Regions from separate parts of the Canis lupus genome. Here region 1 is linked to region 2. The links are chromatin contacts, called in public Hi-C maps. All regions are on one chromosome and are shown on one strand. Each heading gives the region's core, a stretch centred on a gene start, on an enhancer-like site or on the middle of the called end of the contact. The rest is flanking DNA. Distances are from core to core; before and after follow the strand shown.

Region 1 (6,564 bases), core at 2,587-5,086, 530 kb after region 2:
ATGGAAGAGCTGGTTTAGGAGGCAAAGTTGAACAAAACTTTAAACACATTGAGTATGAAGCAACAGTGAAGAATTCCAGCAGGTAAATATTGATGTCATTTTAGAGTATGGAAGAAAGGTCAGACATGGATATGCAGGTTAGCAGATACAAAGGCGATAATTTGAAGTCCCAAAACTAACATTTTCCAGTAGACAGAGAAAAGTAAAACAACAAAAGAGGCCTAATTCTGACCCTTAGTGTTTATCTATCTCTGGGATAGAAGTTAGGATGAAGGGGAATCAAAAGGAATATGGTCTGAGGAAATTTTGGGGGGATTATGGAACTGGTCTGTATCCTGATAGTGGTGGTTACATGAATCTATGCACAAGGTAACTAACATTCATGTATACATACCAAGAGCTAATGTTACTGTTATTTTTTAAATAGTTTTTTTTTTTTTTTTTTTTTTTTTTTTTTTAAGGAGTGGAGGTAGTTAAAAGGACTACTGCAGGGAGACATAACAGGATAAATCCTGAAAAGATGCTCTGGGAATTTTAACCATTAGGTAATTGGCAACCTTGGAAAAAACCTCAGTGAGTATTAAGGTTGGGAGCCAAGCTGCAAAGGTTCAAAGAATAACTTGAGCACTGAAGGGAAGCAGTCAGTACAGCCTCCTCTTTTAGAATTCCCGGAGGTGAAAAGAAGAACAGAATGGCACACAGCTCAAACAGATAAGGAGAACTGGGAGATCTAGCAAACTGGCAGAGCCAACCTTCCACAAGTTGCTCCATTTCAGTATTCTTCTAGAGCATGCATTTTGCACACGAACTACTTTTTTTTTTTTTTTTTTAAGATTTTATTCATCTATTCACGAGAGACACACACACACAGAAAGAGGCAAAGACACAGGCAGAGGGAGAAGCAGGCTCCATTTAGGCAGCCTGACGTGTGACTCGATCCTGGAGACCCAAAGGCGGAGCTAAACCGCTGAGCCACCTGGGCTGTAAACTATTTACTTTCTTATTGTCCCATTAAACTAAAGCTGCTAAAACAAACCCAAAGTGATTACATTTTTAACACTGCTCCTTAGCTAACATTTACTGCACTCCTACTATGTACCAAGCACTATCCTAGATACAAAGGGAGTAACGCCTGGTCCCTGGAAGATCCAGAGCACAGGATTTCTCACAATAGCAAGGTACTGGAGTGGAGATTTGCACAAAGGGCTCTGAAAGCCTTGACCTTCTGAATCAAATGCATTTTTATTCATCTTTATAAAAATCAAATAGGGAAGAAATGGAAACAAAGCTTAGATGTAATTTTGTAAAAATGTTCTTAATTTCTAAAAACGAAGAATGAGTTTAACTTAACATTAAATTTTTTAAATTTTTTATTTATTTATTCATGACAGAGAGAGAGAGAGAGAGAGAGGCAGAGACACAGGCAGAGGGAGAAGCAGGCTCCATGCAGGGAGCCCAACGTGGGACTCCATCCCAGGTCACCAGGATCAGGCCCTGGGCTGAAGGCAGGCACTAAACCGCTGAGCCACCCAGGCTGCCCAACATTAAATTTTTAACTTAGGTATGGACAACTTCATCACCAGTGGCACTTCCTATTTCTTTTCCTTTCTACTTTTCAGTGTCCTTTCTACCTTTCTTCCTCTGGATAATTTAGGAGGCAAAATGGAATAAGCACAGGCTTTGAAAACAGACACACTTAAAACTAAACCTATCCCTTAAAATTACTAGCCATGAGGCTCTTAGAGGGTCTTTTTCTTATCCAGAAAACAGTAATGACACCTATGTGACAGGCTTCCGGTAAGGATTAGGAAAAAATACATAGAGGCTGGCATGTGAGATGCATGCAGTAAATGTCAGTTAACATTATTACTATCGTTTCAACAAATGGTATTGCTCTGACTTAAAACACTTTTAAGTGCTTCTATCTGAATGAAGAAAAAAAAATATTTTTTCAAAGGCATGGCATTGATATGCTACCTCAGAAATGCAGCTTGGTAATTTCTTCTTCTTAAATCCTATCACAAACTATTCTGCTCAAATGCTGATGTTTGGGACAAGCACTCAGAGAAGGCCAAGAACCAAGAAAATATAAAGGCAGCATTATCATCATTGCTGTGTCTGTCCCAAGCGGGCCAAGCCAGTCTGATTTGTGTTCTGGATTCCTTAATGTAGGGACCTACTACATTCATATCCCTCTCACTACCTACCCACAGCGATACAGCACGCTGTAGAGGTGCAAACCAACGTGCTAAAAGTTCTGTCTTTAGAGAGGCATTTACATAACATTACCAAAACAATAAATATATTCTCAAAGCCAAGATCATTGATGCTTCTCCAAATCAACAGGAAGCTATGGTCCATTGAAAGTCCCCACAACTATGAAGGAAATAGCCTCTATTGTTAAACTTTCACAAAATGCTAAGATGCGAGATTTTTATACACCTTCTTTCTATACGCTTAACTCCTGGGGTGCGGGGAGGCAACCAATGACGTTTTATTCACTATGGAGAAATACCTCTCGCCAATTTTGTTGCATAATTTCGCTTAGACTGTAATACAAATGACCAACTTGAAATTCGTCTTATTCCTCGCACAATTTCTAGCATAGATGCTAAAGAGTAATAAAACAGCCAAAGGATCCACGAAGAAGCAAGGAATCTTGAGACCGAGGTCGGCACACTCTGCCTAGAGAACTGAGGATGGGCTGGTCCTTACTTAAGATGCCCAACAAGCAGCTACGGTTACGGGGCGACCTCGGCCACTTTGGGGTATCTGGCCCCCCGTGGGCTGACAAACCCACTGGTTTGGACCCAAGGGATGCCAACTCAGGGGGAGACAGGAAACACTCCTGGCGCCGGCTCGTCCCATTTCCTCGTGGAAAGCCTGGACAGCCTCTCGAAGGTGGCCACGCCGCAGGGCTCTGGGATGAGGGGCGCGACACCCCCTTCCCCGGCCCGGATTAATCAGGGGAACGCGTCCACGCTGCCACGCAGGTCCCGCGGTGCCGCGCAGGCAGCCACCGGGGCGCTCGGGGGCCTGACGCCTCCGTCTACCTGCCCCCCAGCCAGGCAGGGGGCCCGACGCGCCTCCGAGGGCCCCCCGCTCTCCGCCGCCACGGGGAGCCCCTCCCCGCCCTGGAGGCGCCCCCCCGCCCAGCGACGGGAAGCGAACCCGACTCGACCAGCCCACCCGGAAGCCCTCCCCCAGCTCACACCTGCCGGCGCGTGACGCCCAGAGCCGCGCGCGCCCGCCCGCCGGCCCCGCCATTCGGGGCGCCCCTGCCCTGCGCGCGGGACGTCGCCCGCGTCCCTCCCCGACCCGGGGTCAAACCCACCGCACGCCCGCCCCCACGGAGCGCGAGCTCCACGCCGCCGCCGCCGCCGCTGCCGCCGCCCCCGCCCCCGCCGGGGCCCGCGCGCGCTCCCGCCCCCTCCGGCCCTGTCCCCGCCGCGCGCGCTCACTCGCGAGGACACGCACACGCTGCGCCTCAGCTTGACAGGCCGGCCCGCGCCGCGCGCTCCCGCGGGCGTCCTCGCCCACCCGGCCGCCCCGCTCGGACTGGGCGGTGCGCGGGGGAGGGGAAGGGCGGCAGTGGCCGTCGGTCCTCACTCACCGCCGAGCCGCGCCGGCTCCGAGTGCGCGGCGTTCCGCTGTGAGGCGATGCGCTGCGATGCGCGCGGTCCCCGCTTCTCCGCAGGCTATGGAGGCGACGTAGTAGGGGGACTGAGGGGGCGCGGGGGGGTCACTCCCTCCCTCTTCACCTCCCAGAAACACGGGGACCCCAGAAACTAAAAACAAAATAAACAAACTTTCCCCTCCGCCTCCCTCCCCCAAAACCACAACACAAACACTCGGGGGCCCGCCCAGAGCCCCACTCCATTGGCCGCAGGGAGGATGCTTCCGGCTCTCACTGGCTGGCGCTTGTGCCCATCAAGCTGCTGTTCCGCCCCTCCGAGTCCTCGCCGCTGCCGTCGCCCCTCATTGGCCAAGCGCTTCCCGTTTGACGAGCTAGGATTGGCTGAGCCGCCTGCGCCAATCATTCGGGGACACACCCCCTCAGCATCCCAGAGGCCGCTTCCTTGGTCGCGGACCCGGAGAGGCGAAGGGGAAACTAGAGCATGATGGCGGCCGAGCTCACTTGGCGCAACCATCGTCTTTTTTCTTTTTTTAGCTCATGGGTGCCTCGCCCTCGCGCTGTCTCCCCTGAGCTCCTCTCTCCATCCAGTATTGCCTAATAACGGAATCTATACGCGCCGGCTCCTTGATTTATCCCCTTCGAAGTGCTGAGTGTGGGCTGGTTGTGCGTCATTGGACCGTCAGAACGTCAGTCCTTAGTCACATCTTCAAGCTATTGGCGGAACGGCCAGAAGCCCCGTCCAACAACAAGGACTGGTGCCATTGGTTCGACTCCACAGAGTTCTTTCCCGGTACCTTATTGGGCCGGGAGGCGCGTCAGTCAGACCTGGATGCTCCGTGCTCCGGGTAATTGTTTGCTTGGGAGTTTGGGGGACTCCGGTCGTTTGGCCCGCAGCTGACGATGATACTGACTGTCGTTTATTTTGTGCCTCCTTTGTGCCAACGACTGTCCTCAGTCCTTTACAGGGATTATCTGTTTGAACCTGTGGGTTTTACATTCTCTGAATTTTACAGATAGAAACGAAGGCTCTAAAGAGAATTAGGACACTTGCCCAAGGTCACCTAGATAGAAAGTAATTGGTGAACCTGGCACTGGTCTTAGGAGGCTGGTTCCAGAGCCTTCGCTCTTTTTCACTGGCGCCTCTCCCTTCGTCCCGCATCTTACCTGCCTGCCAACACAACGTCTTAAAAACGTTTCATTCCGAAAGCAAGTTCCCCCGTCAGTCTCTGGAGGTGACATTGTGGGAGACTAAAGTTACGGAGAGGTTGTTACTGCCGCCACCGCCTTCTCCCTGGCACCCGTTCCTCCCCACCCTAAAGTAAACCATCTTGGTGTTTCCCGACCAGAAGCCCATCTACTTCTGTGTTTATTTTCTCAGCTTTATAAATGAACATTTCTACCATCCTTGTGTGCCAAGCCTACCTCCTCAACCCTCCCTCATCTATCTTCCAGCTCCCTCTTTGGAGAGAGAGAGAGAGAGAGAGAGAGAGAGAGAGAGAGAGAGAGAGACTTCGAGAGCCAGAAACAAGGAGAAGGAGAGTTTAAAGAGAGATAAAGAATAAATTGCTTTAGAGATAAATAATTTATCACATGCAAATGGAACAGCCCTTCAGCTCCTGGGAAGCTTCCAGAGTGGCCCCTGATGCAGTGCAAGACGTGTGCTTCTGGCTCCTCGCCACTAGATTCTCTGTGGCAGCTTTCAGAGAAGTGAATCCAACATTCCAGCCAGGGGAGGGCAGGATGCTAAGGACCCACTGCCAAAGAGCCAGCCCCAGCCTCTGGGACAGAAATGATCTCCAGGAGCACAGCTCTGGACTCCAGCCCACATTCCGTCTCGGGTAATTAACATTTTACCATCCCAAATCCCCATCCCCTGTAGCTTCAGTAGGATCACCGCCCTTGTTTTACTTCCTGATCCAAGCTGTTGTGTAACCTCGTTGGCACTGCTTTAGTAATAAAACAACCACTGTAACACTGTAATGCTCAACACTGAACAGACTTTCAGCAGAGGAAGACAAGGCATTTCACAAACATCAATTAAGATTAAATGGCAGGTATTCCTAGGGTAACTGCCAGCAGAAGGACAGAAAAGAAAGATCATGAGTTAAATTCTAATTAAATGTCCTAAAGAACCTGAATCCTTATAACTACGGGCACATACCCCATACCAGCATTCCAATATGGGGCTTCTGAACCAGAAGACACTGTTCAGGATTCAAGACCTTCCTTATCTTCACATTGGTTCTTTGTAACTCTTTTAACCCATAAATCAGTGCTTGGTTTTATAGTTAATTGTTGGACACATCTGTGTGCCCCAACTTAGTTGTATGTTCCTTGAAAACAAATGGTTTCTGGGACACCTGGGTGTCTCAGTGGTTGAGTATCTGTCTTTGGTTCAGGGCATGATCCTTGGTCCAGAGATCGAAACCCACATCGGGGTCCCTGCAGGGAGCTTGTTTCTCCCTCTGCCTATGTCTCTGCCTCCCTCTCTCTCTCTGTCATGAATGAATAAATAAAATATTTTTTAAAAAAAGAAATGGTTTCTTTTTCATCTTTATATTGTTCTGATTATAAAGGTCCCCAAACAAATAATTATTCAGTAAATGTTTATTGAGTCTGTCAGCACTTTCCTAAGGTACAAGGGCTACACAGATGAATAAAACCTCTGACTTCAGGGACCTCCAGTCTGGTGGGGTTGGCCAAAAGGTAAAGATCATCACAGTGCAGATGGCTTGGAAGAACACAGGAAGAATATAGGACTCAAGCTTGGCAGGACAGAAATGGCTTCCCAGAAGTGACATCTACAAGGAGAACTAAGGGGTGAAATGCAGTTAGCTGGCCAAGAGGCTGATGACATGTGGTGACCTGTAATATTTGTTCTCTGTGGGCAGGGAGCAACAGAGGACTATCCAGGAATGGCCAAAGCC
Region 2 (6,739 bases), core at 1,422-3,921:
TCTTGAGCAAGTTCTTTCGTGATCCTCCTGGTCAACTGCAGGGGATGAGCCAGGTAGTTCAGCAGCCTCCTTGCAAAGGAAACTTCTCCATATAGTGAGTTCCAACTAAGGTTCCAGGACTCATTCTGCTTGGACTGTCTTGGGCCACACACCTTTCCCTAAATCAATCATTGCAAATGGTGGTGGTGGTGGTGGGAGCACAAAGAGGAGGAAAGCAGTGCTCTGATGGGCCAGGACTGTCAAAGTGCTGCCCCTGGAAAGTAGTGAAGTCAGCCCCATGGCTACCATACTGACAGACAGTGGGGAGGACTGGTTCCCTAGAAGAAATTAGGCTCCTCTTACTAGAAGAAAGGGAATGTGTGCTGGAAGGACAAAAATAACACATGTTCCCAACAGATCTTGACGATCTGAAAGATGTCTACATGAAGTCCTCAGGATGGAAACCATAATTTGGCAAAATAAAAGGTGACTTCATCTTTATTGTTTTGGGGAAGGGCAGAAGGTGTGGAAAGGGGGGCATAGATGACAAATCTTCAAATATTTGGGATGTTGTCCTTATGAAGAGGGATTAGACATGTTCTCTGAAGGTTTAGGAGATAATTAGGACCTAGACTCAGAGGTTAGAGGGATGGATGTAGATTATCCATAAAATATAGACATGTAAATAAATAAGTAGCTTGTACATGCATATGGATACAAAATAATTGCAATTTAAATTGTCCAGAAAAGGAACAGACCTATTTGAGAGGTGGTAAGCTTGCCATGCCTCAGACTGGGAACAGGCTTATCACTCTTACCATGACTCATAAAATATGCTTGTGCTTCCTTCTCGCTTTGTTTTTTTCATAAAGGCTGTGTCTAGGTAGATATTATCTGGAATGCCCCGCCCCAGTCTTGTCTTGCAGAAACCTGCCCCACCCCACCAATTTCAAACCAGAGTACTTTCTCCTTTAAGGTTCACCTTTGTGTCCTCTTTTTAATCCTGACACTCGGGATATGCTACCTGGCATTGCAATCACCTCACCATTTGCCTTCATTCTCCCCAGTTTGGTGAACGCACCCGCTCAGCGTCTTACTCAAGAAATATCTGCTGAATAAATCATTTTATCCCGTCTTTTGTGGACCGATTCTTGCCTTGGAGGGAAGGTGTGTGACTAAGGGGCCACTGGGATCCCGCTGAACTTCAAGATTCTGTGCCCAGCAGCACCTTGCGCTAAACTTGAAGCTGACTTACAGATAAATAATTGGGAATATCCAGGGCCACTTTGGCTTTTGCAGCTGTCGGCTGGAGACGAAAAGGAGGCATTCTCTCTGACAGACCAACAGGCCGTCATGGTCATGGGAGATCTGGGGGAGAGCAGGGGATCATAGTAAGAATTCACTCTGGAACATTGAGTTGTCCCTCTCAATCTTTGGGCCTTGGCCTGGCTGCTCCTCCCGGAACCTGGAAGAACGTCTTACTTAGCTCCCTTCTTCCTCTAGCTACTGTTACTCCTCCTTCCAACCCTGCCAGGCGACACCATCCCGAGGAAGCTTTCGGGAAAGCACTTCCCCCCTCTTTTCCACCCGCCAAGTTGGAGTTATTTCTCCTTTTCTGGACTCCCTCCCATTGCGGGAGGAGAGGGAGCAAATGGCCTGCCGGCACCAAGGCACTTCCCACCGCAGATCTCGCTTTACTTGTTTCTCTCTCCCTTAAGTCTGCTTTCTCCTTGTTGAAGCCAACCGGGTCCGTGTGTGGCCTCCGCGCCTAATGCAGGAGACCCACGCGTGCACATGCGTGCATGCCCCCCGCCCCCTTTGCTACAGGAGAGGATGCCAGAAAGAGTAGGACATCAGCATTTTAGAATTTTGCAATTGCAAGAGTCGTCGGGAGTCACCTAGTGACACCTTCCCTTTTACAGATGTGCTTCCTGGAGTCCCCTGGGAGAAGCTTTTGGGTTCATTCAGCGCCTTTTCTTCCCGAGGCCCAAAGCACTTTTGCTGTTGATGATCTCAACCTTCTAGGCAGGTAGGGAGAAGTGGGTAGGTGTTAATATCCTCCCTTTTCCCCTAGGGGAAACTGACTCAGAGAAACGAGGCGACGGGCCTCGGTGGGGCGGGGGCTGTAACGGGAATTCAGGGCTCCGGGCCAATGTGGAATTTACTGTGCCTCCTCTGGGGAAGCGTGAAAGTGAAGTAATCAACTTACGAGCCCCAGGCGAGGACCCTTTAGCCCCTAGAAGGATCGGGTTGGGTCAGGAGGATTAATGCAGTTAAGGGCTCGCGGCATTGACCCCTTGGCAACTTGGCGAAGTCCAGCCGGTCCGCCGCCCTTCCCTCGGCGGGGTGACCAATGGGCTTCGGTCTCTTTAAGGCCCCGGCGCCCCGCCTCCGGCTCGTCGCCGACCTCCTCCCACCTCCCAGCCGCTGCTCCGCCAGTTCCAGACTTCCCTTGGCGATGAGGTCATCTTCTCGCTGCCCATTGGCTGCGCCTGGCCGTCAGTCACAGGAAGTCCCGCCGCCGTCCTCACCGCCTCCGTACCCCTCCCTTCCCGCCCTCCCTTTAGTTCTACCGTCCCAGCCTCCGCAAGGCCTCTGATTGGCCAGCGCCGCCGTCACTCTTCCAGCAGGCGGTGTGGGAGGCGGGAGGCGGGTGTGGTGGGAGGGGCCGCAGCTTCCGTGGCTGAGAGGAGCCGGCGGCGGCCGTGTCTGTGGTGTCCGAGGCGGCGGCGAGAGCGACCGTTCCATCCTCCCCACCCCCTCGGCTCCGCTCGCCACACACCCTCCTCTCGTGCAGACTTCTCCTCAGCTCCGTGCGCACTGGCGAGACGTTGAGCCTCGGGAGGGGAGACGCGCGGCGAGAGCCGGAGGGGGACCGCCGCGGAGCTCTGGCCGGGAGGAGCGCGAGGCGGTGAGTGAGAGTCCGGGCAGGGAGCCCCTCCCCCACCGCGGCCCCGCCCCGAGCATCCTTTCTCCTCGCGACCCCGCCGCGCGCCCTCGGGGTGTGTCTGCGCGGGCGTCGCCGCTCGGCCCCTACCCCGTCGCCGCTCAGCTCGCCCGCCCCTCGCCTCCCGGCCGGGTCCCCCAGCCGCGGCGGGCGTCGCGGGGCGCGGCCGTGCACCTGTGAGCCGCCTTGCCTGGCAGCGCCGGTGAGGGGATGAGGGCGGTCCCGCACCCTTTGCGCCCGGGTGTGTTTTGACCGCAGGGTCCTGGGGTCTTGTGCAGACCCTTCGGATCCATGTGCAATCCTAGGATTCCCTGGCGAGGGAGCCTCACCTGGACTTGTTGATTGATGCCTGTGTCGGCCACCTGAATGCCGCCAGGTGTAAGGGCTCTGGCCGATTTGAAACTTGACGGCCAAGAACTTGACCCTCTAAGAAAGTGTCAGGACGCTTTGATTCCACCTCCCACTCTGGCCGGTGCCGTAGGAAAGCACTGATACTCTGTAGTAGCTTGGGCTGGAGCTTTCAGATCAGGTTCGCCAAGCTGCCCTTCGCCGGCTTTGTAATCTTGGGCTTCGGTTTCCTCATCAGGAAAATGGGCATAAGACCTACTACATGGGATCATTGTGAGTTGAGAACGACGGGTAGATCGGTTTGTATTCAAGCACCGGCCCAAATTGGCTTTGTCCGGATCTCTGTTTTCTCACTATTATATAGCGTAACAAAAAGGCAGTTTGGTGGACACTCAGCTGTACTGGGCATGAGGTATGTGTATACAGGAATATGAAAGATGTCACTTAAAAATAATAATGAGATTACACCTAGCTTCTTGTGTTTTCACATTGAAGTTTGTAAGAAGTCTGAAATGTTCCCAGCTTGCCAACTTTTGAGATCTTTTCAAGATCTTTTCTACCTGAAGCCAAAACTCGTGACATACTATTTTTAGTAAAAAGTGAAATTCATGTATTTCATATTAGAGGACCCCGAAAACTCCACAAATTTCACTTAAGCAGTTTTACTGTTGAAAAGCAGCCACCTCCCAGGAGTGAGGTGGTACAGCCAGCTGGCACATGGCCCTGGGACTGCAGGGTGGGGAACCCTTGGCTAAAAGTTATTAAATTAAGTTTTGCTTAATGTCATTTGCATTTTTCATAGTGAATCAAAGAGCTTTATGATAGTTAATTAGTGAAATGATTTTAAAAGAGGCAGACCATTACTGCTTTTTTCAAAAGCCCGTGCAAAGAAAAACTGACTATAGTCTGTTCTAGTATTGGCTTCAGTTCTTTGCCAGTAACTGTTAGGAAGAGACCCTGTTTAGAAAGGCTTCCACAAGTCACATCTCTTTGGTTAAGTTTTTTATTTGGTGTAAAATCATGAGATGGAAGAGTAAGATGTATCCCATAATCCAAAAGTATTTATTGCAGACTTTCCACATCCTTTAGTCCTCTACTGACTGCTATGAGGAAGGGATTCAAAAGAAGTATGAAACAGCATCTCAGCCCATAAAGGGCAAAACCATAAAGTTTGGGTCACTCAGTACATTTGGGTACTATTTAAGTAATGACTTCATTCATTTATTCATTCAGTAAACTTGTTCCTTGCCTATAACATGCCAGGTATTTTTCTTTTTTTTTAAGATTTATTTATTTGAAGGATGCCTGGGTGGCTCAGCGGTTAAGTGTCTGCCTTTGGCTCAGGGCGTGATCCTGGAGTCCCGGGATTGAGTCCGGCATTGGGCTCCCTGCATGGAGCCTGCTTCTCCCTCTGCCTGTGTCTCTGCCTCTTTCTGTGTGTCTCTCATGAATAAATGAATAAAATCTTAAAAAAAAAAAAAAAAAAAGGATTTCTTTGAGAGTGAGAAAGAGCACAGAGGGAGAGGGCGAAGCCGACTTCCTGTTGAGCAGAGAGCCCAATACTGGGCTGGATTTGATCCCAGGACCTGAGATCATGACCTAAGTCAAAGGCAGACACTTAACTGATTGAGCTACCCAGGTCCTCCACCAGCTGTTTTTCTAAAAGCCGAGTTTATCAGGGTAAGTGAGGTATAGTCTCTGCTCATATGAGCTCACAGTCTATCTAGTGGGAGAGGCAGAAAGTGACAGATAATTGTAACACACTGAAATAAACTCTAGAACTGTATGGGAGGGTCAAGGGAGCTTTTCCTTTTCACTTCAAAGAGAAGATGGCATTTGAGCTGATCCTTAACTCATTAGATGAAGGAGAGGAAGATCATTCCAAACAGAAGTAACTGAGCTTGGAAAGATTTTTTTCTTTCTTTCTTTTTTTTTTGGAAATATTTCTTGATAGATCTTCTGACTGCAGGTATAAGCCCTAGGGAAGTGGAAGGAAACTGACATTTCTTGATGCCCATTATATAATAGGCATTAAGTTAGGCTTTTAATATTACCACTTAATTCTCACAACGACCCTATGAGGCAGGTATTACCTCCACTTTAGGATAGGAAGACTGAGGCTCAGCATAGTTAAATAATTTGTCTAAGGGTTGCACAGTTAGTGATAGAGCCAGGACTTGAATTTCTGATTTAAAAGTATGTATGCTCATTTCCTTTTAACAGTACAGAAATAAACGAGGTGAGACTGTTCCAGCTATATATATATGACATATATATGTCATATTACTACATAAATTACAAATTACTTTCTGTGAAATAAATGTTCATATTTGATTTAGAGTTGCTAAAACGTGTATAATAAAGGCTATCAAGTGGTATTTATGTTTATAAGTGTGGTGATATTTTCTAAGAAGTGGTTCATGGAAACATTTAATGGAAGACATTGACATATACAGATTCTATATGGGGCACTTAACAAAGCTATTAAACAGATATGGACTTTTCTTGAGGCCATAGCTTAAATATTTAAGTGTATAAAGAAAAGGATGGCCAATGAAATAGAAAAGGAAAGAGGTAAAATGGTTGTGAATAATGAATTTTTTTGAAAGGGCAATTAGAATTTTGAAGTCCTAATAACAGAGGTTTTTATATTTAGAGAACCCACTATGAACGGTAAACTCCACAAAGGCAATTTGTTTCTTTTATTCTGTTAGCTCAAGAGCAATTCTTGGGACATAGCAGATACTCAGTAAATATTTGTTGACTAAAAGGTGAATATGAATAAATACATATTTACAGTGAGTTGCATGTTTATGTAAATACTAAGGTTGATAGAATTGATTTAAGAACATTTTCGTCGGGGATCCCTGGGTGGCGCAGTGGTTTAGCGCCTGCCTTTGGCCCAGGGCGCGATCCTGAAGACCCGGGATCGAATCCCACGTCGGGCTCCTGGTGCATGGAGCCTGCTTCTCCCTCTGCCTGCGTCTCTGCCTCTCTCTCTCTCTCTGTGTGACTATCATAAATAAATAAATAAATAAAAATTAAAAAAAAAAAAAGAACATTTTCGTCTGCTGAAAAAAAATCTTTGGTCAGGAGGTTATATTTCAGAAGGTCTTGAAAGAAAAGAGGGAGGACACTGACAGGTTATAGATGAAGTGGTACAGGCATATACCATATAGGTATTAATAAACGCTTATACATTGGAAGAAAAGGAACATTGAATAAAGGGAATGGCCCACTGCACCATTATATATAAGTACTGTTTAATTCTAAGGCTTTAACAAATTTTGTGAATCAAATTTCTGCTCTTAAGGAACTTAGAGTTTTAGAGACTGTTAGGTGTGTTGCCTATTATTGTATAACATGTTACTCTAAAACTTAGTGCTTAAGATAACAGTAAACATCATCTCTCACGGTTTCTGTGAGCCAAGAATTTGGGAGCAGCTTGAGCAGTGGTTCAGGCTC

What was found. Hi-C and Micro-C count contacts between places; a contact is called where the count stands out from the background.
Region 1: a Hi-C map of blood shows a contact between it and region 2, with 11 times the contacts expected there. The contact joins the promoter of TNRC6B here to the promoter of MRTFA in region 2. A contact is called at or near these places in 3 of 9 Hi-C or Micro-C datasets (amygdala and blood).

The regions. Positions count from the first base shown.
Region 1 is chr10:26,051,284-26,057,847 of UU_Cfam_GSD_1.0, forward strand. It overlaps TNRC6B (trinucleotide repeat-containing gene 6B protein), which reads right to left and starts at 3,837. Exons shown (of 25, transcript XM_038550487.1): 1 at 3,614-3,837.
Region 2 is chr10:25,517,792-25,524,530 of UU_Cfam_GSD_1.0, forward strand. It overlaps MRTFA (myocardin-related transcription factor A), which reads left to right and starts at 2,672. Exons shown (of 15, transcript XM_038550462.1): 1 at 2,672-2,890.